Regions from separate parts of the Mus musculus genome. Here region 1 is linked to region 2. The links are chromatin contacts, called in public Hi-C maps. All regions are on one chromosome and are shown on one strand. The core of a region is the stretch at or near the end of the contact, and the rest is flanking DNA. Distances in the headings are between cores, read along the strand shown. Region 1 has its middle 48 kb from the start of Gm34353. Region 2 has its middle 6.4 kb from the start of Mir181b-1.

Evidence for each region. Hi-C and Micro-C count contacts between places; a contact is called where the count stands out from the background.
Region 1: a contact with region 2 is called in a Hi-C map of the N1E-115 cell line, with 5 times the contacts expected there. The contact joins two enhancer-like sites. A contact is called at or near these places in 2 of 39 promoter capture datasets (HPC-7-derived erythroid cells and second pharyngeal arch cranial neural crest), 8 of 484 Hi-C or Micro-C datasets (the N1E-115 cell line, cortical neurons, double positive thymocytes and 4 more) and 2 of 115 datasets of contacts at active chromatin or transcription factors (the SCID.adh cell line and T-cell acute lymphoblastic leukemia).

What each region holds. Positions count from the first base shown.
Region 1 is chr1:138,039,041-138,044,624 of GRCm38.p6, reverse strand. No RefSeq gene overlaps it. Among named protein-coding and RNA genes, the nearest start is that of Gm34353, 48 kb to the right of the region's middle. Within about 2 kb of position 3,809, at least 85 of the 459 cell types and tissues checked have an H3K27ac peak or open chromatin away from gene starts, as enhancers often do. A contact at or near this core is called in the N1E-115 cell line, the SCID.adh cell line and T-cell acute lymphoblastic leukemia, where this site is marked.
Region 2 is chr1:137,970,117-137,975,961 of GRCm38.p6, reverse strand. No RefSeq gene overlaps it. Among named protein-coding and RNA genes, the nearest start is that of Mir181b-1, 6.4 kb to the right of the region's middle. Within about 2 kb of position 3,206, at least 40 of the 459 cell types and tissues checked have an H3K27ac peak or open chromatin away from gene starts, as enhancers often do. A contact at or near this core is called in the N1E-115 cell line, the SCID.adh cell line and T-cell acute lymphoblastic leukemia, where this site is marked.

The DNA.
Region 1 (5,584 bases), core at 2,560-5,059, 68 kb before region 2:
AAAATAAACTAAGATTATTCCTGTGGGATGAAACACTTTAGCTTGAATTTTGTACAGTCTTCCCAAACAGGACCAGCATGGCATTTCCAATTATGTCTCATGGGAACCTACTGCTGGATCACTCTCTGACATGAGGCACCCAAGAGTGAGCGACACTTATGGCCAGTGTTTCCTCACATAGCTCTCCTATCTGTCATTACATACAATACTAGCCTCCCTGCAAAGTGTGTGTGTGTGTGTGTGTGTGTGTGTAAATGTGTTCAAGTGTGTGTATGTGTGCAAGAGTTCTGAGTGCTTCTGTGTATGTGAGTACAAACGTGTGGGTAAGTGTATGTGACTAGAAGTGTGTAAGTTTATGTGTGAGTGTGCCTGCAAGAGTGTGCATGTGTGTGAGTGTGTGTGTCAACACAGGTGTGCGTAAGAATGTCGGTGAGTGTGTTTGCAAATGTGTTCATGACAGTGTGTGTGATTCCCACACTAGATCGTCTTCTCTGACACAAATTTTGCAATGTTATATATATCAACCTCATTTATTTGTCAGTCTCAGGATTACATCAAGAGCAGTCTCTTGTCATGTGCCTCTTGACACTTTAAAACTTTATCAAGCCTTCCTTGCCAAAACCTTTAGGAACCTATGGAATGGCAGGTGGAGCACAGGGAAGACTATGGAGAGTCCTCTCTGGGTGGTTTTAGAAGCAGGAGAGTGACTTGGGTCAAAGTACAATAGTAAATAAGAATCGAGGGCAAGGCAGGCTTTGGAGAAGCGAGTGTTCATAAGTCTCTTTGTGTGCCACAATTTCCAATATGGTGTGACTTCTGGGGGGGAGGGGGGAGTGTCCCCATAACTGCTTCCAGGGGAGAACCCAGTTCTGTCTCATGCTGTGTTAGGGTTGTTTATTGTCTCTCTGGAGCCCCCAGTTTAACTCTGTTGGGCTGATGACCAACAGAAGTTCTGCCTCAACAGGCTGGCCGACAAGTCCTTTCAGAACTATCCAAGCATTAGACTTTTTTCCAGCTCAAATATCTCCACAGTTTAGAAAATAACAAAAAATGAGTGAAAATGAGGTGAGAAAATATTAATTGGTGACAGCTCCAGAATAGTGTTGAGGACATACCACACTGAAAACAACGCTCGTGTTTGCTCCGTTAACTCAGCCCTGCAGAACACTCTGGCACCCTGTTCATTTGCACTGCGATCCCGGTCTTCTGTGACCTTGCTGCTGCCTCTCCACTTTGGGGGTTGATCTTCTATGTGCCTCTGTTTCTTTGCCCTTATGTAAGAGGGAGGGCAGCGGTAGCATCTCCTCAAGGAACCTGCTTGATTTTGCTACTCTGTGCTTTGCAGTCTCCCTTTAATATGTGTGAGGCTCATTTTCTCGATGAAACACTTGCCTGGAGATTCTAGTTAACCTTGGCTTTTTGTTCACGTGAATTTCTCTTACCTTGTGACTCTGCGCCTCTAAGGGTAATTATCCCATGAGATCTCAAACTATTCCTTAAGGTGAAGCTTTCCAGCAAGGGGAGATGGGCACCTCTGTGTTTCTAGGCTTTGATTTCCACAGACTCCGCAGAGTTCTTAAGCCATAGGATCCTTCAGGCTGGCAATGCAAATTGGAAGCCTCAGGCAAGACTCAGGTCTTCAGTTTGCCCTTGACTCCAGAAGACATTTGAGCTATTTTTATTTACTTCGTGCTCACAAAATGAACACGTTTGAGGAAAGCTGACTTACAAGGGAATAAGACCTCTTTGCCACTTTGGTCAAGTGTTTGTGGTCTGTAGGCATCCTAACAGGATCAATCCAGTCTGTCCTTGTGACCTGTATTGACTTAAGACTCACTACTGCTTGCCCTTGGCCTCTGAGTTATAGATCACAGAACCACACAGGCTGTATCACAGAGCCTCTTGTCTTCATTAGCTATACTGAGGATTCACACTATCATCCTTGGGCCAGAGGAGGGATGCACCCCAGAAAGGTGGACTTGTCTCAGAGATCTGATAGTTCCCCAATTTCATTATTAGCCTTGTCTCTCTCCACACAGCTTCAGGATAATGATACAAAAGTAGCCTGGGTTTTCACATAAGGACTTGCATTTTTCAGAGTGGTCCTGTCCTGGGTGCTGGAGACCCTGAATCAGCTGTAAGGAATTTAGTTTTCCCTTGATGCTTTGTTGCCATTGGCACTAACATTTGGACCTCTCCCTATCTCTGTGTCTGTACAAGTGCTGCCCTGTGGCTCAGTTGGTTAGCTTTAGAGTTTCCTTGCCTCTCCCAATTCTCCACCTCTGAGATGCACTAGCGTCTCCCTGACATAGTCCAACTTGTGAAAAAACAACAACAAAAACCAAACAGCTTCTCATATCACATAAAATTTGTATCCAATATATATTGATCATATTCCTTTTCCTCCTCCAACTTCTTCCTACCTCCCTACCCACCCAACCCATGCATTTCCCTCCCTCCCTTTCACCTTCCCTCTCTTGAAGACCCCAAAATGAAAACGAGAAACACATAAATAAAAAAAAAGAAGGAAATCAATAACACACACACACACATAAATACCAAAGCAAACCAAAACGTGTACAAAACAAAGCAGGGTGCCCAGTTCTTGCCCTCATGTAGATCCTGTCTTGTCTTCCAGGCTGGCATCCTTTGACATGGCTTTCATCAGCGAACAGCTGATCTTTCATGTCTGTGATCCCCAGCCTCAACATCTGCCTGAAACTCACATCTTCCAAATGCTATGCTGATGGCACTGGGGTGACTAAGCAGCGCTTTGGATCTTGACCGCTCTATTGCTTTTTATCTGCAAAAAATAAACCCAGCATCGGCACCATAATAATTCCACTTGCCTTCTTCTCCACTCCAGCCAACATGCTCCTGACTGAAGTGTCAGCAAGCAGGACTTGCCTGCCCCTTGCTAATCTCTTCCTCATCGCCTGGACTCTGGAGGACACGAGAGCTTCTGCCTCCAGCTCCGGGCACTCATTAAGAGTCATTTATATTAATGCACCTTCTAATGGGAAAATCAGTCAGGTGGCATAAAATTTATTAAGAGGAAGAATATTTAAGTTGACTCTATGTCCTCGTTTTTTTTTTTTTTTTTTTTTTTTTTCAGGTGTGCACAAGGGATCCAGCTTCCTTCAGAAAAATATTGCATGGAAATAATGGCTTTTAAAAGAATGGTGGTGAGGCAGTTTACGCGTGTAACTGTAATTTAAGGTTTATTGATTCTTTCTTTCCTCTTATAAGTATAAGATTTTTCTATCTATACTACGGAGATACACAGCCATTGATTCAGAGAAACTGTCTGACTTTAGCTCTCTACTTTGACTAGAAATATAAATAAATAAAGAGTTACTACATTCTTTGCATGGATTTTTCTTTCATCCTAAGTACTGTATTGACTGGCTTGTTACCCAACAGACTCCCCCCGCCCCCCACCTCACCAAACACACACACACACACACACACACACACACACACACACACACACACACACAGAAAGAAAGAAAGAAAAAAAAGAAGAAAAGAAAGAAAGAGGAGAGGAAAGGAGAGGAGGGGAGGGGAGGGGAGAGAAGAGAAGAGAAGAGAGGGGGAGGGGGAGGGAGAGAAGAGAAGAGAGGAGAGGAGAGGAGAAGAGAAGAGAAGAGAAGAGAAGAGAAGAGAAGAGAAGAGAAGAGAAGAGAAGAGAAGAGAAGAGAAGAGAAGAAGAGAAGAGAGGGGGGAAAGCCTGCTGTGTTGTCTGCTCTTGTGACTCACGCTAACTAATCAGATGAAACTGCGCTCTGTGTGTTCATTTAACAAACTAAACACACCACATAGGAATCATCTCAGCATCTCCCCTGCAGCCGAGTTTATTTAAGGTCCTTTGGCAGGCACTGGTCCTGGAACAGGCAGCTACTTGGACGCTCTGTTCATGCAATTTGACACTTAATGGTTTTCCCTTGGCTGAGAAACTTAGCAAGCAGAAATCAGGGAGAAATCCAGAGACCTGAGCATTGGCCCTTGGGTCTATGGAAGGGAGTGGTGGGAAGTAGGGGGGTGGACAGGACTGCCGATGGCTGCCCTGTTGAAGAATCATCCTCTGCAGGAGGAGAAGGCCCTGCGCTTACAGTGCAGGCAGGCCCTTTGAAAGGTGGGTGGGCAGATGCCCCAGCTTGTCTGAAACTGCAGCTCCTAAAGAACTGGATGCCCTGACTTTGCAAGGCAGACTGTGGAGGGGGCGTGAATCAACCTTACAGAATTAACTTTTGAGACATGTCCTGTTGACACAGTTGCATGACTTGAGAACAATTCCTTAGTTGCTCAGAGCTTGGTTTTTCTGCAAAACATTTCTCTAAAATTGAGACGATGTTATTAATTACTTGCCAGTTCACACTTTCTAGTTTAATGATAAATACTGTGGTTGAATTTAAGGACCAATTTTCTAATGCCCGGCTAGTTCCAGTTTTCTTATGAAACTTAGAACTTATGAGAGTTATTTCCAAGGGCTGAAATAAAGCCTGTCTGAGATAATGTACAAAATCTATTACAAGATTAGGAGAAGCAATTGTCATCCAAGCATTAGGACCACTGCGTGGATCTTTGAGATCCCCATCACAAGGCAAGGATGGTAGACGTCCTTGCCATGGTGAGATGGGGGTGGGGGGCAGCAAATAGCAGATTCCTGTAGCTCCCTGTCTAGTTAACTAACCTGTTAGGTAAAGGTCTTGGGAATTGCAAGCTCTTACAAACCAAAGTTGGAAGATGCCTGAAAAATAATGCCTGAAGTGAGTGTTCTTCTCACCTCTACCAGCACGTGCACACATATACAAATGTGCTCACACAACATGTATGTACACACACACACACACACACACACACACACACACACAACTGTATTAACAATAAAAATAAAAAAGAATGATTTATCACAATAAAGTTCTTATAAGTGAGTCTTATGGTTCGTTATCTTTACAAAAAAATCTCCTCCCCTGGTCATAAGATTTAGACTTAGGTACCAATAAGAGCTGTGTAGAACTAGGCTACAGCTTCAGGCTTAGGTGCTTTACCTACTAACTCAGCTTAACCACAGTCTAGTAAGAATTCATGCTGTCAGAAGCCAGCCTACTTGCTCTCTTTGTCTCTTTTCCCATCCACCTGGCCTTGCCTGGGCCCTTTGATCTCGGTATAGGCAGAGGCTTAGTTCTCATTGTCTGGTTCCCAGACAAATCCCCACTTCAGAGAGGAAGTTTCAAAGCAGACTCAGCTTCTCCATCCTTCAAGGCAGGATACTGAGTCACTCTTCCTGTTACTGTTAAGTCCTAACAAAGAGCTCTAGCACTGACCACAGACTCCTGTCTCTACTCACAAGGAATCCCCCAAGGTGGCCTCATGAAGGAGATGAGCCTGCCAATACTGGCTCCCCTGTCTACTGGCCACTCCCTCAGCCATGTTTCTGCTTCTGTCTTCTGGTCTTTTGCATTCAGCAGTTTAAAAACACAGGCACTGCTTCCCTGTCTTATTTTATAGACAATCGCCACCCCCGATATTTATTATATTCCTTGTGGGATTTTGCCTTTAAAGCAGGGAAGGAAATTTGGAG
Region 2 (5,845 bases), core at 1,957-4,456:
GGAACTCTGTGGTTTTAATTACACCATCTCTCTTCCAGGCAAGGATAATTGCCTCCTAAAGTCAACACCTCAGATAGCAAACCGCTGTTGCCAATCCCTGTTCTTGCTCTGTGGCTTAAAATTGTCTGGGAGTTTCTACCCTTCAGGACAATAGACAAAGTTTTAACATGGTTTCTCTAGCTTTTTCCCTACAATTTACTTATCTCTTTTCTATTTTTGATTAGATTCTTCTTTTATATAATACACCCTGACCACAGTTTTCCTTCCCTCTCTTCCTGTCACTTCCCTGCATCTCCCCTTTTCTCCATATCCATGGCCCCTCCATCTCCTTTACAGAAAATAGCAGGCCTCTAAGAGACCACAGCCAAACAGTACAAAACAAGGTACAATATGACAAAGCAAAAGCCCTCATACTGAAACTAGACAAGGCATCTCAATAAGAGGAAAAGAATCCCAAGGGCAGGCAAAGGAGGCAAAGATATGCCTGCACTCACTGTTCAATTTCTGTGAAGCCATGTGAGGACTGCTTAGGTTGATTTAATAGGCCATATTCTTCTTAAGTTCTCCACCCCCTCTGATTTCTACATTCCTCCATCACCCTCTCCTGGGGGGGGTTCCCTGATCTCTGAGGTGAAGGACACAATAGAGAACTCCAATTTAGACTCTCTCCCTCTCCCTCTCCCTCTCTCTTTCTCTCTCTCTCTCTCTCTCTCTCTCTCTCTCTCTCTCTCTCTCTCTCTCTCTCTCTCTCTCTCTCTCTCTTGTATCTGGCCATGGGTCTCTGCATCTATTCCCATCAGCTGCCACAGGAGGCTTCTCTGGTGAATAATAAACAAACAGTACGTCAATCTACCCATCTATGAGTATAGCAGAATATCATTAGGAATCATTTCATTGATTGATTGAATTCTTCCTTCCTTCCTTCCTTCCTTCCTTCCTTCCTTCCTTCCTTCCTTCCTTCCTTCCTTCCTTCCTTCCTTCCTTCCTTTCTTTCTTTCTTTCTTTCTTTCTTTCTTTCTTTCTTTCTTTTTTTTTGGCAGCCATATTTGGCTATACACTAGGTCTCTGGCCTATCTAGTCTCCTATCCCTGTCCATCCGGACAGCATAGAGCATGGTCTACCTTTATGGGCTGGCTACTCCGACAAGTTCTACACCACAATTGCCCCAGCACATCTTGCAGGCAAGATAGATTGTAGGTGAAAGTTTTAGTGGCTGGGTAGGTTTCCATTTTATTTTTCTTTTCATAGCCTACAGAGTACCTTCTTATGTCAAAAAGATTAGACTATAGAGGTTTGTCTACTCTTGAATGGGACATGGGGTAGCCCACCTCCACAGGGAACTCTGTTCCAGCCACCACACTAACTTCTTTCATTTTCTTGAATTATTATTTTTCCCAGTACTAGGTGCCTGTACCTGTTATTTTCTCAAGCTTGGATGCTTTCTGTATTAGTCTCCTGACCCCAAACAGTTAACATTTTAGCTTCTCTTCTTCATCTGCAGAAAGAAAATATTACAGTAGACCAGCTTGGGCCATCTTAAGACTAACTCTAAACAGTGGAGCTGTTAAAGGATTTTGGCCCTAGAATCTTTTTGGCATATCACACCTTAACTCCATCTAAATTAATGCTCTTCACCAACTAACAATTGTATCATTTTTATTTTTCAGCATGAAAAGATCTTGGACTTATTCTTTCTGTCACTGTAAAGGAGGTTTTAGTCTTTTTTACATTACTAATAATATTCCTGTCTATATTAAACATGTTTCATTTTTTCCCATGAGTTTTTGGCAGGGGTATGTGTTCCTTTGCTGTGCACATTGATCAAACTCAGCTACACTTTGACTTTTTCTTCTTTCTCGAAGTTTCCACTGGTCTCCTTTTCATTCTCTAGCCCTTTCTTTTGAAGTCCTCTAATTACAGAAGTGTGGTTGAGATCTTCATCTGTAAGTAGAGTTCAGGTTCTAAGAGATAATGAGTATGTCTGCTCTCACTCTGATGTACCCCAGCACTTAGCTGTACAAGTAAATGCAGGGCTTCCTGGGGCATGCTTTTGAAACAATCGAGTAGATAACTGTTGATTTCATGACCTCAAATTCAAAACCAAGAAAGTGCATGTATACATACTTCTTTAATTTTCAGTGTTTTAAGACTTTGATTTTAGGCAATGGTTGATTTTTTTTTCTACATAATAAAGGAGGATACATCTTCCCCCTGTAGTAGGCTGTGTTTACCAGTTGTGAAAGCCATCTAATAGTCCGGAGAAAGGCGATTTCACCACCCTTGCCTTCTGACATTACAACAACATGCCTGAGCAGCTGTGCAGCACCAGAGCTGCCACAGAAATTCTTCTCTGAAAAGGTGATCATGTTACACCCCAGAGCCTGGGATCTGATTACTCTTGCTATAGAAGCCTGGAAAGCTACAAATGTCATTAGTGGCCATTAAATTACTTGGCTTGGCTTTCAAAGACTATCTCTGATGTTTGCCTCTGTGATCTCTCATGGCTGTAAACGCTATAAATTGGGGATGTATTTTCACAGGGATTCATATTCTTTGAAAGATTCTATGCATTTTTTTTGTCCTTCTGCAATGAAATCAGAGGCTGCACTTAAGAATTCAAATGGAGAAGCAAATCTTGGAATTAAGTCTGTGTGAGTATTGGCATGCTCAGACCCTCTTCTGAACCCACCCACTACTCCCTTCTGTTTTACCATGTTCAAGCACTTTCATTCTACATCTAATTTTAATGTGCAAACCATCTCATTCCCTGCAATTATAAAGCATGTGTTAGCACTTAAGCAGCTGGAGGGGGTTGCCTAAGGTAAGAGGATTGATAACATAGACCAGGCATCTTAAAAATGGCTTTGTGTGATCTGGCACTGCTAGCTAAGACTTTATGTTCATGGTTCCAAGCTGTCTGTCCGGGACTTAGAGAAATTCAGGCAGTGAACACACGGGGCTATTTTATTCCTGTTACTTGGTGTTGATATTTCAGGATATTTTTGCATAGCAAATGTCTAGTTAAGGAAGTCTGAAGGTATTCACAATCTGCTTTCTTAAAGGAGCTGGAAAAGGGAATAAATTTGTCTAAGGTTGATGGCGAAGTGATTGGAAAATATGACTAAGATCTAACAAAACTGTACCACGTTCTGACAGCATTGCAGAAAGCAAACAGATTTGTGAAAATGCAGATTTCACTGCTACTTCACCAGTGCCTCTTCTCATTACATCTTCAAGATTAAGAAAAAAAAATCAGCTTATGTCTACACGTTATCCTTACCTTAAGGATAAGGGGTAAGAATTCACATTTAAAGTCAGTACCTTGGATAAAAATAACCACGAGAATCCAAAGTAATCTTAGAAAATTCTTTAAACATCTGTAAACTTTAAACGACTCAGAATTACAATAAGTGCCCCAGATTTTCCATCTGTTTTACATACATCAAGTTTTCCAGGCCTAACCTAATTGTATTTTAATGTAAGCAGTAAAACCAAATAGGGATATTCTGTAGGTACACCATTTGCTTTCTGATCCTGAGACAATCCTACCTACATTGCTAGCATCTCAGCAGCTGACAGTGTCATAACTGGTGATTTTTAAAAATCGTGATTCCTTCCGTTTTTCCTCTTTTTTTTTTCTTCTTCTAATGATGGATTTTGGAGGCAACAATAGGTTCTTAGATTTGACTAAGTAGTGCAGTTAGATCCAACAATATGATCAGCAGGTGAGGGCATTTGCCACCAAACCCGATGATCTGAGTTTGATCCCCTGGTACTCATATGGTTAAAGGAAGGAAAAGACTCCAGCGCGTCTTCCTCTGACCTTCATATGTGAGCCGTGGCAGGCAGAGACACATGCACACATATATGAACACACTCACAACAAAGAAACTTTAAAAAAAATAAGCAGAGTAGTTAAATTCACATATAATAAATACAAACATAAACACTAGGGTCCAATAATTTAGAAACATTATGTGTGCCATAGATATAGATAGATATAGATATAGATATAGATATAGATATAGATATAGATATAGATGATGTAGATATAAATGATATAGATATAGATGATATAGATATAGATGATATAGACATAGATACAGATACAGATATAGATCTTCCCAAGACATCCACAACTTAGTTTTGACTCACAGCCTGTGGCTGAAAGTATTGAGTTATATGAGTTAGTTATTCATTTATAGACACTGCTGTGGGAACAGAATGGAGGATGGGGGGAGAGCGGCAAAAGAGACATATCACCAATTCCAGGAATCAGACATGGGAGACCAACATCAGGGTGCAGATCTGAATTTATTGCAGAGCACATACATTTGTATACAGTGCTTAGCCGATCCCTAGGCATAAATTCTTGGCCAATCATATCTTGTCACACTGTCATTTTGCTCCAATGAGAACTCTGCCTGCTGAGGTTACTCAGAAGCAGCAGGGTAGAGGGGAGCATTGTCACTTGTTATGCTTTCCACTAAGATAGGGGAAGCAGCCACCACCTTCACCTTAGTTCCTTTTTGGTGTCTCACTGATGTTCAAGGAGCCATCTAAGATCTAATTCAGTATACAGAAGCTCATGACTCTGAGGAGTCCCAGGAGACTCTGGCAGCTTGCTCTCCATTCTACTCTTCCCATCACAAGGTTAACCTCCACTGCTTTCGCTAAGTAGACATGTTTTTGACTTACTTATTCATCCAAAATGTATTACATATATTACACATCTACTATAAGCTTGACATGTCTTTTGTATCAAGTTTAGAGCAGAAGAAAGAAAGAAAGAAAGAAAGAAAGAAAGAAAGAAAGAAAGAAAGAAAGAAAGAAAGAAAGGAAGGAAGGAAGGAAGGAAGGAAGGAAGGAAGGAAGGAAGGAAGGAAGGAAGGAAACCAGGAAGTAAAGCCCTCTAACTTGTGCAGATTAAGTTAATTTATGAGTAAGCAAGACCAAATATTTTTTGCTTTTAATATTTTATTAAATGTTTTGGAATTCGGTACAATGTATTTTGATCAAATTAACTCCCAATTCCTCCTGTAAGACCTTCTCCAAATTCATGGTCTCTTTTGGTAAACTATTTTAAGTTAATAACCCATTGGCTCCACTTTGAGCATCCATATACTTTTGGGAGGGGGACCATCCACAGGAACACTGTTGATCTTCTAGGAGCCGCATTCTTAAAGAACCCCCAGGCATCCCTTGAAAAGAATCTGTGATTATTTGCTTCTGTAGACTCCTTACCTGTCAGACTCTACACCCTCAGCCCTAGAACATGAACTCCACAGTACAGCTCTCAAGCCCTCGCGTGGCCTGCACTGTGACATTTGCTATGTTAATGTCTTGTCCTATTTATAAAAGAATATCTTCTCTCTCTAATGGTTTGTGAGGATTAAAGGAAAAGTTGTATCTCTGTTTCTGTATGATAAAGGTAATTCCATTTAGCCTTATTTTTGTAAGTTCATCAAATCTTTTTTTTTAAATTTATTTTTTATTAGGTATTTTCCTCATTTACATTTTCAATGCTATCCCAAAAGTCCCCCATACCCACCCCCCCAAACCCCTACTCACCCACTCCCCCTTTTTGGCCCTGGCATTTCCCTGTACTGGGGCATATAAAGTTTGCAAGTCCAATGGGCCTCTCTTTGCAGTGATGGCCGACTAGGCCATCTTTTGATACATATGCAGTTAGAGACAAGAGCTCCGGGGTACTGGTTAGTTCATAATGTTGTTCCACCTATAGGGTTGCAGTTCCCTTTAGCTCCTAAGTGTAACTTTTCCCTTTCTTTCTTTCTTTCTTTCTTTCTTTCTTTCTTTCTTTCTTTCTTTCTTTCTTTCTTTCTTT